Regions from separate parts of the Triticum aestivum genome. Here region 2 is linked to region 1. The links are chromatin contacts, called in public Hi-C maps. All regions are on one chromosome and are shown on one strand. Each heading gives the region's core, a stretch centred on a gene start, on an enhancer-like site or on the middle of the called end of the contact. The rest is flanking DNA. Distances are from core to core; before and after follow the strand shown. Region 1 holds the start of LOC123119897 (histone deacetylase 6). Region 2 holds the start of LOC123119900.

Region 1 (6,704 bases), core at 233-2,732:
CCAGAACTCCTAGGGCACAAGATCTACTCCAAGATCTTAGATAAGAACAACAAGTTCTATTATAGGTAGGGGTACATAGTCTGCCTCCAAAGTAGAGGCGAGGACCTCTATTTATAGGGCTTTGGGAAGCCTTCACATACTTCTACTTATAGCTGGAATACTCTAGAAAACATTATGTAGTTTCACCATTCTACTCATAGCTACTCACAACTAGAAGACTCTAGAAAACAGTAGGTAGGATAGAAAAGAAAAGGAAAGAAATACTACACTAGAGTGGAAGCATCTAGAAGTAGCCAAACAGATCTGGCATGTGTTTTCTTTCTTCTCATCTAGTGTTCCTCATCAGCATGACTTGATTTCTTTAGCTAAACCAGTGACCTCATGTGACATCCATGGTCCACATTTAACCGAAAAGAGAATGATCTTTGAATTCTAATCTAACTAATCAGTAGTGCAACTACTCATTTCAAAATCATCTAGTTACTCAACCATTTCCTGAGACATACTACACACCCAGTACTAGAGCAGAGCATCGGAATGCTATGGGACAGAGGGTGATATTCTTGTCACCAAACCTTGGTGGCAACTCACACCCTTTGCACACTTTCGTTAACGAAAGCTGTGATGTCAACCATGCATATATATGACTTGCCAAGTTGCCATAACACTTTCGAGTGACAACTTAGTACCAATCAATCGCATTGTCATCAAGTATCAATCCCTTTTCCTTGTCAATTTAAGTTATCTAGTCATATTTCACCATAACTGAAGTCTGGGAACTAGGGATTCAGCCAAACAGTGCCACCTTGAACTAGAACTCAAGAGGCCAATAGTAATAGGGAGAAAAAAAAACCTAGCCCAAGGGGAGAGCATCAAGCAGCAGATAAGAACCCTAACAATCCGCATGTCAGGCCCAGGATCGCGAGACACCAAACTCGAAAAGGATGGTGAGACAAACCTAGAGCACTGGGAATCAGGCGCGGGAACGCGCGCGAGTTCGTCGGCGCTGGCGGCGGGCATGGCAGGGAGGTGCGGGCAGCTGGTCCGCGCCTCAACCCACCCCGCCTCGGCTCCATAGAGTTCCAGGCTCAGATCTCCCTCATCGTCCACCTTGCGGTTGCTATCGTCGGCACCTTCCTCTCTCTCCTTCCCCTGCGACGACGAAACATTCGAGGACAAGTCAGTGGAGTGTAAGAAACAACACAGAGACGGTAGGTAGGGGCTGCGTCGTTCACACGGACAGGTCGGGATGAAGACGAGTGCTCTCCGGCTCCGGCGGTGGAAGACATCCTCGGCGAGTCGGAGTGGAGGAGGAGACGACGATTTTTTTTCCCGACGAGTCTCACGGGCCACGGCGAGTCGTGCAGCTACAGCACATATATCTGAGGCCCAAATGCTCATGATTGGCTGGGCCCAACAAAAAGGCCCTTTAAGCCCGTATACGGGGCTAAGTGTCGGCCTGGGCCCAATCCAACCCGTGCCCTTGGCTTAGGGTTTACCGGCGTCTCCCTATATAAGCCTCTCCCGCTCGCACCGCCGCCAACTACCCTTTCATTCTCCCACGCGCATCCTAGCAACCGGCGGCGGCAGGCGGAAGGCGAACAAGAAGATGGGGCACTCCAACGTCTGGAACTCCCACCCCAAGAACTACGGGCCCGGCTCCCGCGTCTGGTAATACTCCTGCCACCGCCTCGATCCCCTCCATCTCCTTAAAATGCCTAGTTCGTTCCCGCGGCTAGATATCTCTTGCTAGACCAACTGTTCGGCTGGATCTGTCTCTTGGACGATGTAGTTGGCTACATATATTATTCGATCGTGGCGTGCTTCATATGGCGGTTAAAACCTTACTTGCTCACATGTCATATTTAACTGTGTTAGGTGTGGTCAGGTGGCATTGATAAAGGCTTTCCCATCTTCATATGATGTGTATTTTGTTGATGTCGTTGGCAACTTGTATCATCTGATTCTGGCGTGCTTCATATGGCGATTAAACTCTTCTTTGCTTAACTTAGTTAGATGTCGTTAGGTACTGATTAATTGGTCGAAAGGTTACGGGTTTTGGTGTTAGTATGTTGCTCAAACCATTCAGAGCTTGCTGTGATGTGCAAGTGGCTTCACAATCGACTAGAACTAGGAAAATATTGCTAGAATTGCCTCAAAGTTTAATTTCCGGTGTTGTGCGGTAACAAACTGAAATAGCGTGTGGTGCTGGCTTGTCTGGCGTACCATTCGATCACTGATGTTATTGTGATTAACAAGTATGCTTACGAGTGATTGTACTGACCCCAAGTTTGTTATTTTTGGTAGCCGGGTCTGTGGGAACTCCCATGGACTGATCAGGAAGTATGGGCTGATGTGCTGCAGGCAGTGTTTCCGCAGCAACGCCAAGGACATTGGCTTCATCAAGGTATACAACAAGAACATTATTGTTGCACCAGAAACAATCTGAAATTATATTATTATTTTGTCAGTCATGATTCCCTTACTATATATATGTAGTCCTTAAGTAAACAGCTTCAAATGTCAGATATGACTTAATACATTAGATTTGTGATTCCTTATTGCCTTCTAGTGTTTGATGATACCTATTCCTAGACTACATCCAAATGAGATAAATGATTTGTTAACAAATTGATGTGCTCCATTGTTCTCTATGGTTGACTCATTTACTTTGCAGCTTCTGTATTGAGATGTGCTTTGCTGGCATTTCATTACATTAAAGATGTAGTTATGAGTCTGACAATTCACTAGTGGTATGCTGTTATTGTGGCCTGGCAATTTCTGAAATTGGTTAATATGATTCAGATAACATAATAGCCAAGCTTTGATACAGTTGTCTTGATGTTCTTATGCAGCGTTGTTTCTTTGCATCTAGCCTTCCTATTCTAGAATAAAACATGTATATCAAAATTTGTAGTTAGACATATCGTTTGTGCAGAACTATTGTTCTAATTATTGGATTATTTTCTTTTGTTGCAGTACCGTTAATTCACCTGGTCCTGCTACCCTGAAGTGATGCTGATCAGGGTTGAAGGAATGGAGCACTTAATAGAAGGCTTAATTACAATTCCAGTAATGTTTGCTCTGTACTCCGAGAGTGGCTTTATGTTTTGATGGATACTGAATGATGTAATTGTTGAACATGAGTTAATTACCCATGGAGAAGTCTTTATCATTCTGTTGACTGTGTTTGTCCCCTCTCATTGCCATTGGTAGTTATAAGTAACTTGTTTTTTTATTAGAACGTATTGGGTCAATGGCTGTAACAGACCAGCAACCCAGCAAATATGCTTATTTCATTTCTATCTGTTGTTGCATAAAGTGGCCTTTAAAACGCTTATGGAAGACGCTCTATAAAAATTATGGAAGCACATGAAGGACTGAATCGATGCACCGTACAACCGTGAAGTACCATAGGTAAAATTATGGAAGCACATGAAGGACTGAATCGATGAACCGTGCAACCGTGAAGTACCATAGGTATCTACTCCCTCCGTTCCATATTACTTTGACCCATATTTATCTAGATACATCTGTATCTAGACACTAAACAAGTATAGATACATTCTTATTTAGACAAATTTAAGTCAACTAATTATACATTCTTATTTAGACAAATTTAAGTCAACTAATTTGGAACGGAGGGAGTAGGAAATAGCTACTTCAAAGTGAATCTTCTTTAGATAACTAAAATCCATTTTATTATGATCCATTCATGAAAATATAGATTGTACCAAAGATGCTAAATTGTATAATGAAGCACGGGTGAGCACATGAATGAGCACTCGTGTAATGGTGTAAGCCAGGACTGAACTCGAACCCAGGGTTGACATGAATTGCACATTAAGATTATATGTACACTCTCTGTAAAGAAATATGAAATATAAGTGTTTAGCTAGTACTCTGTCTGAAAAAGCTTGTCCTAAACTTCAAATGGTTGGTGCTAGATACATTTATTTGAGAGACAAGCTTTTTCGGACAGAGTAATGATCTAGACGCTTTTAAATTTCTTTACGGATAGAGTACAACATAAAAAAGAACATACCATCTTAGGCCCTATACAATGTATGGTGTTTGGGATAGGTGCTTAGAGAAATAAATCAGTTTTTCTCTAAGCACCGGTACTTATTTTTATAGGACAGACGCTTAAAGCGTCTGTCCTATAAAAATAAGCACCGGTGCTTAAGAAGAACCTGGTTTATTTTACTAAGCACCTTCCATTGTACAAGGCCGTAGAGGAAGTATACTGTTTGCAACTTACTCCCTTCGGTCCTGAATATAAGTCTTTTTAGAGATTTTAATAAATGACTATATACGAAACAAAATGAGGGAATCTATATTCTAAAATATGTCTACATACATCCGTATGTTGTAGCTTATTTTAAATATCTAAAAAGACTTATAGTTAGGAACCGAGGAAGTATTTTTCTTCCCATGCCATGAACTCATGTTTGGTTAATGAAATATGATAAACCAAACATGTGTGGTAAACATTGATGACTGTTCTAAGATGAGTACTCGAGTGATCTAAACATTGATGTCTGATCTAAATGTGGAACTTGACTCAAACCCCATCAAAGGTGTGGTGTGCAATTGAGGATGGCATAGATGTTCTTCGACAAGGCCTCATTTGTTGCATTGGTGATGGAGGATCGACAGATTTTTAAGACTCCAGTTGGATACCTAGGGAACCACTGCTCATACCACTTATGCCTTTGATCCAGAACCTGCCACAGATGTTGCATGAGCCGATAAACCACACGGAAGCTACTTGGAACTCCAACCTTCGCCATGTGTTTCTACCGACGGACGCGGATGCTATCCTTAGAGCATCCACAATGTCAACACGGCTAATCTGCACCCGAGCTCAACAGTAAAATCGAAAAAAATACAAATTTTTTTAATTTTTTTAAGAGAAACATTGACAAAAGTTCTAAGTGCCTGCAAAAATTCGTTATGAAATCACATTCCTAGAAGGCGTGGCAAAAAAAACAAAAACAGTACTCTGAAAAAAGCTACTTTCAAACGCATTTTGAAGCACTGAATTTGTGTTTTTGCCACGCCTTACAGGAATGTGATTTCATGATGAATTTTTGCAGGCACTTAGAACTTTTGTCAATGTTTCTCTCAAAAAAATTGAATTTTTTTGAATTTTATTTTATTTTTTTCGATTTTACTGTTCATGCGGGAGCATATGAGCTCGGGTGCAGAATGGACTTTTCGCCACAATGTGCTCTTTTCTCGCCTCTAAGCCCGCCTCTAGCGGCTTGGAGTCCGGCGCCATACACTGTAAAGAGTTGTCTCTAAGAGTTAATTGCATAAAACCACCACATTCCGGGCTTCTTCTACAGAAAACCACCTGGTCCCTAATCATTTGCAAAAATCACCGCACATTCAATAAACTTTTTGCAAAAAGCACCAATCAGGTGATTTACCCCATTTAATCACTTTCTGACAAGTGGACCGAAATGTAAGGAGCTGATTTGGCAACATATTAACACATACACCCCTACATCTAAAAGAAAAACGCAATCAGGCCCTCCCCTTGTCGATAACCTCGAGCAGTACAAATACCCCAAAGCCCTTGACCGCCGGCGCACTGCTGTCCGGTCGGCGCCGCTCCTCCGCTGTCAGACACACCCCTCCCATCGTCGGAGACCACTGCCAGCGCCGCCGCGCCCGTCTTCTTACTCGCGGCGACAAAGAAGTGGCGGGAGGAGTGCCTCCATACTCGCGGCCGCGGGGCCATTCTCCGGCGCGCGCTCGCTCCACCAGCCCTGCCATCTGTCGGAAGCAGCGCAAGTGCGGCTGCTGCTCGGGGCCTTGAAGGCCGGCGGCGCGCCCAGGCCCTGTCGTGGCTGCGCCTCGGCCATCTGTCGGGGACGCCCAGGCCCTGTCGTGGCCGCGCCTCGGCCATCTCTCGGGGACGCCCCGCTCGACGCCCAGGAGCGTGCTGCTGGCTCCAGGAGAGCAGAGGAGAGGTGCGCCACCATCCTGTCGCCTCCTCTTCGTGGATCCAGGAGCTCACCACCGCCCAGACCGAGCTCCGATGGCCGCCACACCCTGGATCGATGCTGTGGCGTGCGCTAGAGGACCAGGTGGCGCGGCTCGAGAGCGTGCGGAGGCTCGTGGCGACAGTGCGCCGCTGGCCCTCGCACTCACGAAGACGACCGGCGCTTGCGGGGACATCTCCTGCGCCGTCACGCGTCTCGCCGGCCGGTGTGCCTCCCTGTTGCTGCGCGCGAGGAAGGAGATGCCCTCCGTGGGGGAGGGGGAGGGGCTTGATTGCTTTTTCTTTTAAGATCCAGGGAGGTATACGTCAATTTGTTGCCAAATCAGCTCCTTACATTCCGGCCCCACTTGTCGGAAAGTGATTAAACAGGCTAAATCACCTGATCAGTGCTTTTTGCAAAAAGTTTACCGAATGCGCGGTGATTTTTGCAAATGATTAGGGACCAGGTGGTTTTCTGCAGATGAAGCCCGAAATGTGGTGGTTTTATGCAATTAACTCCGTCTCTAAACTAAAATGGCTGGCATCGCCTCCAAGCTAAGAGGCGGCCTCCAAGTTCTGTCCCGATTAAAATAATTCCGTGTCCCCACTAGTCATACTCAGTAGTGCATGCTGCATGCTAACATGGCTGATGAAAAAAAGGTATTTTTTAGTGTATGTTGCATGCAGTGGGGTCCATCTTAGAGGTTTGATT
Region 2 (6,762 bases), core at 1,640-4,139, 170 kb before region 1:
ATCCACCAGGCTTTTCTAGCTTGCGTACAGTTTTGGGTAGGCATTTCTGTATGGATGGTAGAATGACACTAGGCATTTCTCCCATCTTTCTGAAGTTTGTCATATTGCACTTAGAAACAAGCAGTTTTTACCAAATTGTCTGTGCCCAGTTATGCAGATGTTAGGTAAAATTGTTCTTGTCCCTAAGATAAAGTGGACAAGGTAAGGTTTACGCTTGAAGATCTCTACATACAATGCAACATTTATTAGCGGATAGTTATGTACATCTCCCTCCCTTGTACGCAGAAAGAAGACGATTACACAGTTTGTTCGCTTTTTCTTGGCGTTGGTGTTCTTTGAAATGATTTTGTTGTATTTTTTGTAGATGTGAATGATGACTTTCTATTGATCGCATTCCTCTGATTGCAACGAATTAGTTTTTTGATGTACATATAATAATGCATATGCTTCTGTAAGCCACCCGTAGCTAAGCCATTAAGCCATCTTGAGACTTAAACATTGGTAGAGCCAGGGAGACTGCGTGAGCTGATCATCATGCCTCTTGCTCTCATGTTGAAACCTCAGGTCTACATTGGACTTGGGGAATCGCTGCCCCGACTCTGATTCAGCAGAAGTCGACGATGTCACCGTTGCTCCAGACTCGGAGTTGGATGTCATCTCCTGCTTCCTTGTATCACCCCCAGTTGCTAGTGTCAGCTCCAGGTTGAAGTCCTCGGTGAAACGAGCGGTCTTCTCGCCTGAGTTGATGTGCCATTGTGGTCGATCTGTATCCAGCATCGGTTCTGGTCGAGTATCCTCTCTTGCCTGAGCTGGGCTCATCTTAACAGCCTGCATCTCCTTCATCAGCCGCTTCTGAACCTCGTATACGCGATGCAGCTCGTGAACCTGCTTCAACAAAAGAACAGTCCGTTCAATATTTCCACCAATATAGCTAGAAGATGGCACTACTTGTAACCAGACATTGGTTTACCTGTTGTCTGAATGTCTGCTCTTGCCTCAGGATGGCCATCTTCATATGTTTCTTCTCCATCTCTCACCAACCCACACGAAGTATCAGCCTCACCTGTTTCATCAGAGCCTGACACATGAGCACCAAAAGTTTTTCTCCCAACAATAGCAAGATACTGCATATGCGTTGCAATAATTGGAGCTTTGTTTATGTGCTGGTTGCGTGTCTGCTTGTCGTGAATTATCTCCTACCTTGAGATGGAGACACTCTCATGTGTAGCTTCTGAATGATTGTACTTGCTTCTCTATAGCTCTGTACAAGTTCTATTATTCTCCACATAGGAGTATCCAGCTTGCTTTGCCATTTTGCCAATTAATAAGTTGTATAGTTGTGTAAATGAGTATCCTATGCAAGCATAAATAAATGCTATGGTGGTGTGTGACGTGACCTAACAAATTAATCAGTTTTTATGTGAGCATGTGAACTGGTTTGTTACAGGGAAATAACATGGGGGAGACCCGGTTGTTTTTTCTGTCGAGAAATGTTATATAAAAGTTTGGTACGTATTTTCCTTGTGAATTGGCTGAGAGTTTTAGAGCAATATAAAGCATATATCATGAATACCATCGTAGATCATATGAAAGGGAGTTATGCACGTTGGTCAGACAATTTGGACTGCTAAGATCTTGAGTTCGTGGAGGCTATGGTAAGAAGCATTTTTAGGTCTGATCATCTTAAGTTCGTATGCCTGCACAATTCTAATTTTGGCTTCTAATATACGTACTAGATTTTACAAAAATATGTAGGTTTTCCTATCTGTAACCCAAACTCCATCAGCCTTTCAGTGTTTCCCACCCATCCCTGCCCAAATTGAAACCTACCGAATTTACACCCTGCAACTGTAGTACCGTTTGATTCTTTGAGATAGAATTATACTCCCTCCGTTCCCAAATGTAAGTCTTTGTAGAATTTTCAACAAGTGACTACATACGGAGCAAAATGAATGAATCTACACTCTAAAATATGTCTACATACATCCGTATGTTGTATTCCATTTGAAATGTCTAAAAAGACTTATACTCCCTTCGTCCGGAAAAGCTTGTCCCTCAAATAGATGTATCTAGCACCAAGTTAGTGCCAGATTCATCCATTTGAGAAACAAGCTTGGGACAAGTTTTTTCGGACGGAGGGAGTAGAAAACATGACACAATTCTGCATCTCCTTCCTTGCTCTATATGCTTGCATGCCATTGTGCTTCCCCAGAGAAACTAGGAAACAGTTTCAACACAGATGGCAGTCCTTAAAAGATCAGAGAGCCCTAAAACGACAGGAGGAAGACCAGCTACAGCTTCCTGGCAAATAGAAACATGCCATTGCACTTTCTCAAGGCTGAGCATCAGCACCGTCCTTTGCACATGGAATTACAAAGAATGAAGAACAGAAAGAACGAAGAACCGATCAAAGGACCGTGGTTCGTAGACTTTGAAGATATTATTATCATGTCCCAGGAAAGCTAGCTGAATTGCAGAACTTTCAAGACAAGAATCATCGGAGATGAACAAGGTAAGAAAGAGGAAGGAAGTATCAAGAGACTTGTGCTCACCTCTGGCAAGGAGTCCTGTTTCTGAATTCTTCTCTTCTGAACAAGGTAAGGCACTCTCCCTCTTTCTCCCCCAAGAAGATCTCTCTTGCTAGCTACTTCTAGGCCAAGGTCCAAACCTTTTTGGTTCTGTTAAGAAGCAACAGGTTGGCATGTATCAAATCTGGTGAGGCAGGGAGGGGAGGGAGGGGATTTAAGATTCTCTCCTGTCATTAGTTCTACTGTCATGGTGGGGCCTTGTGGCCGTGCCAAACAAACCCAAGCCACTTAGGCCAATGGAGTTCATGCATGATAAAGGAGCCAAAGATGCTCCTATGTAGGTAGTGCCAAGAAAAGGATAGGACCAAGATAACAAGCCCCAGCTATTAATATTCTCATCTCCCGGGCCAATAATCCGAGCGCGGCCCCCCTCCCACGCTACATCGTGCAAGATTTCCGTTGTCGAATTGCACGAATCGATATGTTTATCGCACGACGGATCTTGTTCATGTTATGACAAGTGTAGGTTTCTTTAGTCATTCGATTGTTTGTGTTCTCAGTGGGGTTGTGGAGCTTTTGTTGGTTTATTAGAATGTTTTTTTGTGGATCACTGCATCATGAGGTTCACTGAACAGACAGCTAGGCATGTCATGTTTTAGATCTCATATTTTTTTGAGGGGTGTTTTAGATCTCTTATAGGAGTACTCGCATGTGCACTGGATTAAGATTATCATCACCACTTGTCACAGCTCATAGATATAATCTTTCATTACTGTCATCCAAAGTCAGAACATATGCCTCAGCATCACATGAAAAGAAAAGAGTATAAAAAAGGTGCCCAACTCAATTGATTGCCACAACAGAAGGAAATACTGTAATAAGCAGTACAAGGCCCATCAGTTTTACCGGGTTAGTTACTTTCTTACGGCCAAGGCCCAAGGGGCAAGCGAAGAATTACTATTTTTTTTGCGAAGAATTACTATTAACCTGAAGGCAGGATCTTTTTTCCTACAGACAGATCCAGCAATGAATCCTGACCAGATTCAGAATTCAAGTGTGGATCTTGTGTTGGCTCATATGCTGCTCAAGATTGGGCAGTGTGATTGGATAGCGAGTTATGTGGGAGTGGTTGGTAACAATAACATACATGCGTTGGTCCCGGTCCCCCCTCACCCTCAGGATATGTGGGAGGGAGGGAGAGGCCTGCAACGCAAGCAAACTGTTCACTCCCATTCCAAGGATTTTGACAAGTCAGGGCCTCAAGATCCAAGAGCTGCATGCATGATTAGTTCAACACACATGGTGTCAGCCCTATCACTGTCCATCTAATTGCCACCCCATGCATGTCCCCATCACCTCCCCCCATAGGATTAGCTGGATTTGTTAGATGTTTGTAGACTTGTCGTCTGGGTTAGTAGATGCATGATTTTGTTTGGGTGATTGGGTGCTTATGCCCCAATCTTCTTTGACTGCATTTGCTGGAAATCGAAATCCCTGCCTTTTCGGTTTTAGTAGTTGTTAGTACTTTATTTCAGGTAGACACCTGGGGATGGCCAAGGAAAGAAACCACCTGATCTGTCTTTTATGGATCGGCGAGTTTCTTCCGACGGAAACCTCCCTTCCTCCTTTTCGCTCCCTTTAAGAGCATCTACAGCCGGAGTTGGCAAATCCGACCCCTCAAACGCCTACGGACGCGCCTGGGCGCGTCCGCGGACAGTGACCAGTCATCCTTTAAAAAACGCATTTCACATTCGGATACCTCAAATCCATATTATTACATGCACGGGCGTCCTCCCGGGCGCGGCGGAGGCCAGACGGCCAGCTCCTTCTCGGGGCCGCGTGGGATGAACTTGGGGTCGACGGATCTGGAGGTGAAGGACTCGGATCCGCTGCCCGCCATGCCGGAGACAACCGGAAGGAGTCGGAGACGAGCTTGGGTGGTGGAGGGGAGTGGAGGGGAGGGGGAGTGAGGTGGCTAGGGTTTGGTCCGGCGAGCGGATGGGAAGAATTTTATGTAGGGTCGGATGGGCCAGCGTGGACCGGGTCCGACGTGGCGGGCGTGCCCGGATACGCCTGGGCGCCCACATATCCGCCCCATATTTGGGCTGGATATGGGGGGTGCCGGTCAGCCCTGGTGTTTGAGGGCCATTTGAGGGGCCCGTCTGGGTCAAAATCGTGACCGAACAGTGAGCGGGCGGCCTGCCCGGGCGTATGAGGCGGGTTTAAGGCGCCCGGCTGTAGATGCTCTAACGATGCAGTGTGCTCGTGGTGGGTGCCGCCGCCAGGGCCGAGGAGGAGGGGCGGTGCATGGAGGGTGACAGATTCCGTAGCGCTGACTACGGCATCTAAAGGAGAAGATGATCTATGGTGGGAAGATGTCCCAACTATCCTCTAGCATCATTTCGACCTGATGCGGAGTACAAGGCCGTGTGACTACCGAAAGATCCATTTTCAACATGATGTTTGGAACATCGAGGTTCATGTGAGAGCTGAAAACTCTTGTTTTGGCCTTGATTGGTTGGACTCAGAGGTGGCAAATTTGCATGGTTACCATGTTGAATGTGTTGTCTACTTGCTAATGTGCTGTTTTTATGTGGTTTGTCTTAGTAATCATGATGAAAATACTTGCATTGACAGTCTTGGGCCAGACGTGACAATGACAATGCGAGGGTGCTTATTCCTTATGGAGGAAGTTATAGTACAAGATATTTATTTCATATCTTGTAATGTTTCAGTTGTGGTTGCCTTTGTTTTAATAAAAATGACCGTGTACATCACATTGATGCTGAGATTGAGGTTTTAACCTCCTTCTTAAGATAATAAAAGAAGAAGAAAGTCTACATACACCATCTGTCTATATTCAAGCTAGCTAGTACCGATACTTAATTAAATGGGTATTTTATGGACAAATTTAATTGGGTGTATTTGTCCAGAAATTTCATGTACTTCGAGTACCAGATAAAACTACGACGAAACAAAAACAAAATAAAATTATCTCTGGCGATGCTAGAAACAATATAGGAAACGTAATTGCCAGAGGCCCCAAAAATGGGCAGACAACTGATCACGCGTCATGATGTTCTCTTGGATTAGACGGCTCGGAGGAAGACGACATAATTCGGCAGGTAAAATGAGATCGTCTAGTCATCATCTCATAACGTAAGAAGAAATCTAACCAACAAAAAAAACGAAATCACCTGATTTTTCTCAATGGTAGGAGGCGCAACTAATTTTCTAGGACCGCGTCATGTCACCACGTCATCACACACAAGATGCCATGTCGAGGTCTCCCTCCTTGCGCTCGACGAAAGAAGACAAAATCCTCAGATCTACCTATGTCCTAGCCAATAGCGTTCCGCTTGCAGGTTGTCACATGGCTCCATCTATCCATGCATGTTCAGTGTTCTTTGACGAAGACTGAATTTTATTTACCTCAGAATCAAACCTAAAGGGCTACAAACACAACGAGTCCATGACCTTTGCAGATACACATGGTTAATACCAACACGCATAAAAAAACACCTACAAAATATAAAGTTGTCTAAGGGCATCTCCAACACCGACTCTCAAACCATCCGCACACGTCTAGATTGTGTTGTCCGGACCGCGGAAGCGATCAAACACGGACCTGTATCAGTCCGCTCAGTGGTCTGTAAGCATTTTCCCCCGCAAAGTGGAGACCCGGGGGGGGGGGGGGTTGCGGGAGTCCAGACAACGGACACGTTGGATTCTGACACCCCAGGCCCACTGAATCCGCCCTCCTGGTCCCATTTTCTTCCACTCCGCCACTTCCCACCTTGCTTTGCATCCACAACCTCCACATCCACCGCTGCCGTTGTACCTCTCCGACCGTCACACAAGCATTGCCGGATGTTCGCAACCAGCACCGACGTGCCTGCTTGCCTTTTAAGACAGTGTTGTCCATCCTGGAGCCGTTTGTACCAAGGTACACTCCGCCACCCAGTCGACGACCTCCATGGCGGTCACCACGCCCGACATGTGTTCGGTCAAGTGCCATTGTTCTTTTTTCAGACGCCATGTTGTTTTCTCAGAGTAAGAGGAGTGGCGGGGTACTCGACCATGGAGGATGAGTTGTTTGCGATGCGTGGTTGGTCGTATCCGTAGATTTCATTGGCAGGAGCAGAGAGGGGACATTCTGGCTGCAAGTGCATGAATCCTTTCACGCATGAAAGCACATTGAGCCCTATGACATGCACATCATCCATGATCACAA

What was found. A called contact is a pair of places that touch in the nucleus more often than the background predicts.
Region 2: a contact with region 1 is called in a Hi-C map of leaf, with 3 times the contacts expected there. The contact joins the promoter of LOC123119900 here to the promoter of LOC123119897 in region 1. A contact is called at or near these places in 4 of 5 Hi-C or Micro-C datasets (leaf and root).

Annotation. Positions count from the first base shown.
Region 1 is chr5D:135,062,092-135,068,795 of IWGSC CS RefSeq v2.1, reverse strand. LOC123119897 (histone deacetylase 6) reads right to left here and starts at 1,482. Exons shown (of 5, transcript XR_006459057.1): 1 at 1,242-1,482; 2 at 959-1,152. It overlaps LOC123119898 (40S ribosomal protein S29-like), which reads left to right and starts at 1,515. Exons shown (of 3, transcript XM_044539863.1): 1 at 1,515-1,671; 2 at 2,308-2,407; 3 at 2,980-3,178. The coding sequence starts at 1,610. The coding sequence ends at 2,988.
Region 2 is chr5D:135,237,909-135,244,670 of IWGSC CS RefSeq v2.1, reverse strand. LOC123119900 reads right to left here and starts at 2,889. Exons shown (of 3, transcript XM_044539866.1): 1 at 2,553-2,889; 2 at 971-1,063; 3 at 345-885. The coding sequence starts at 1,030. The coding sequence ends at 475. LOC123119899 (PXMP2/4 family protein 3) reads left to right here. Exons shown (of 4, transcript XM_044539865.1): 4 at 1-320.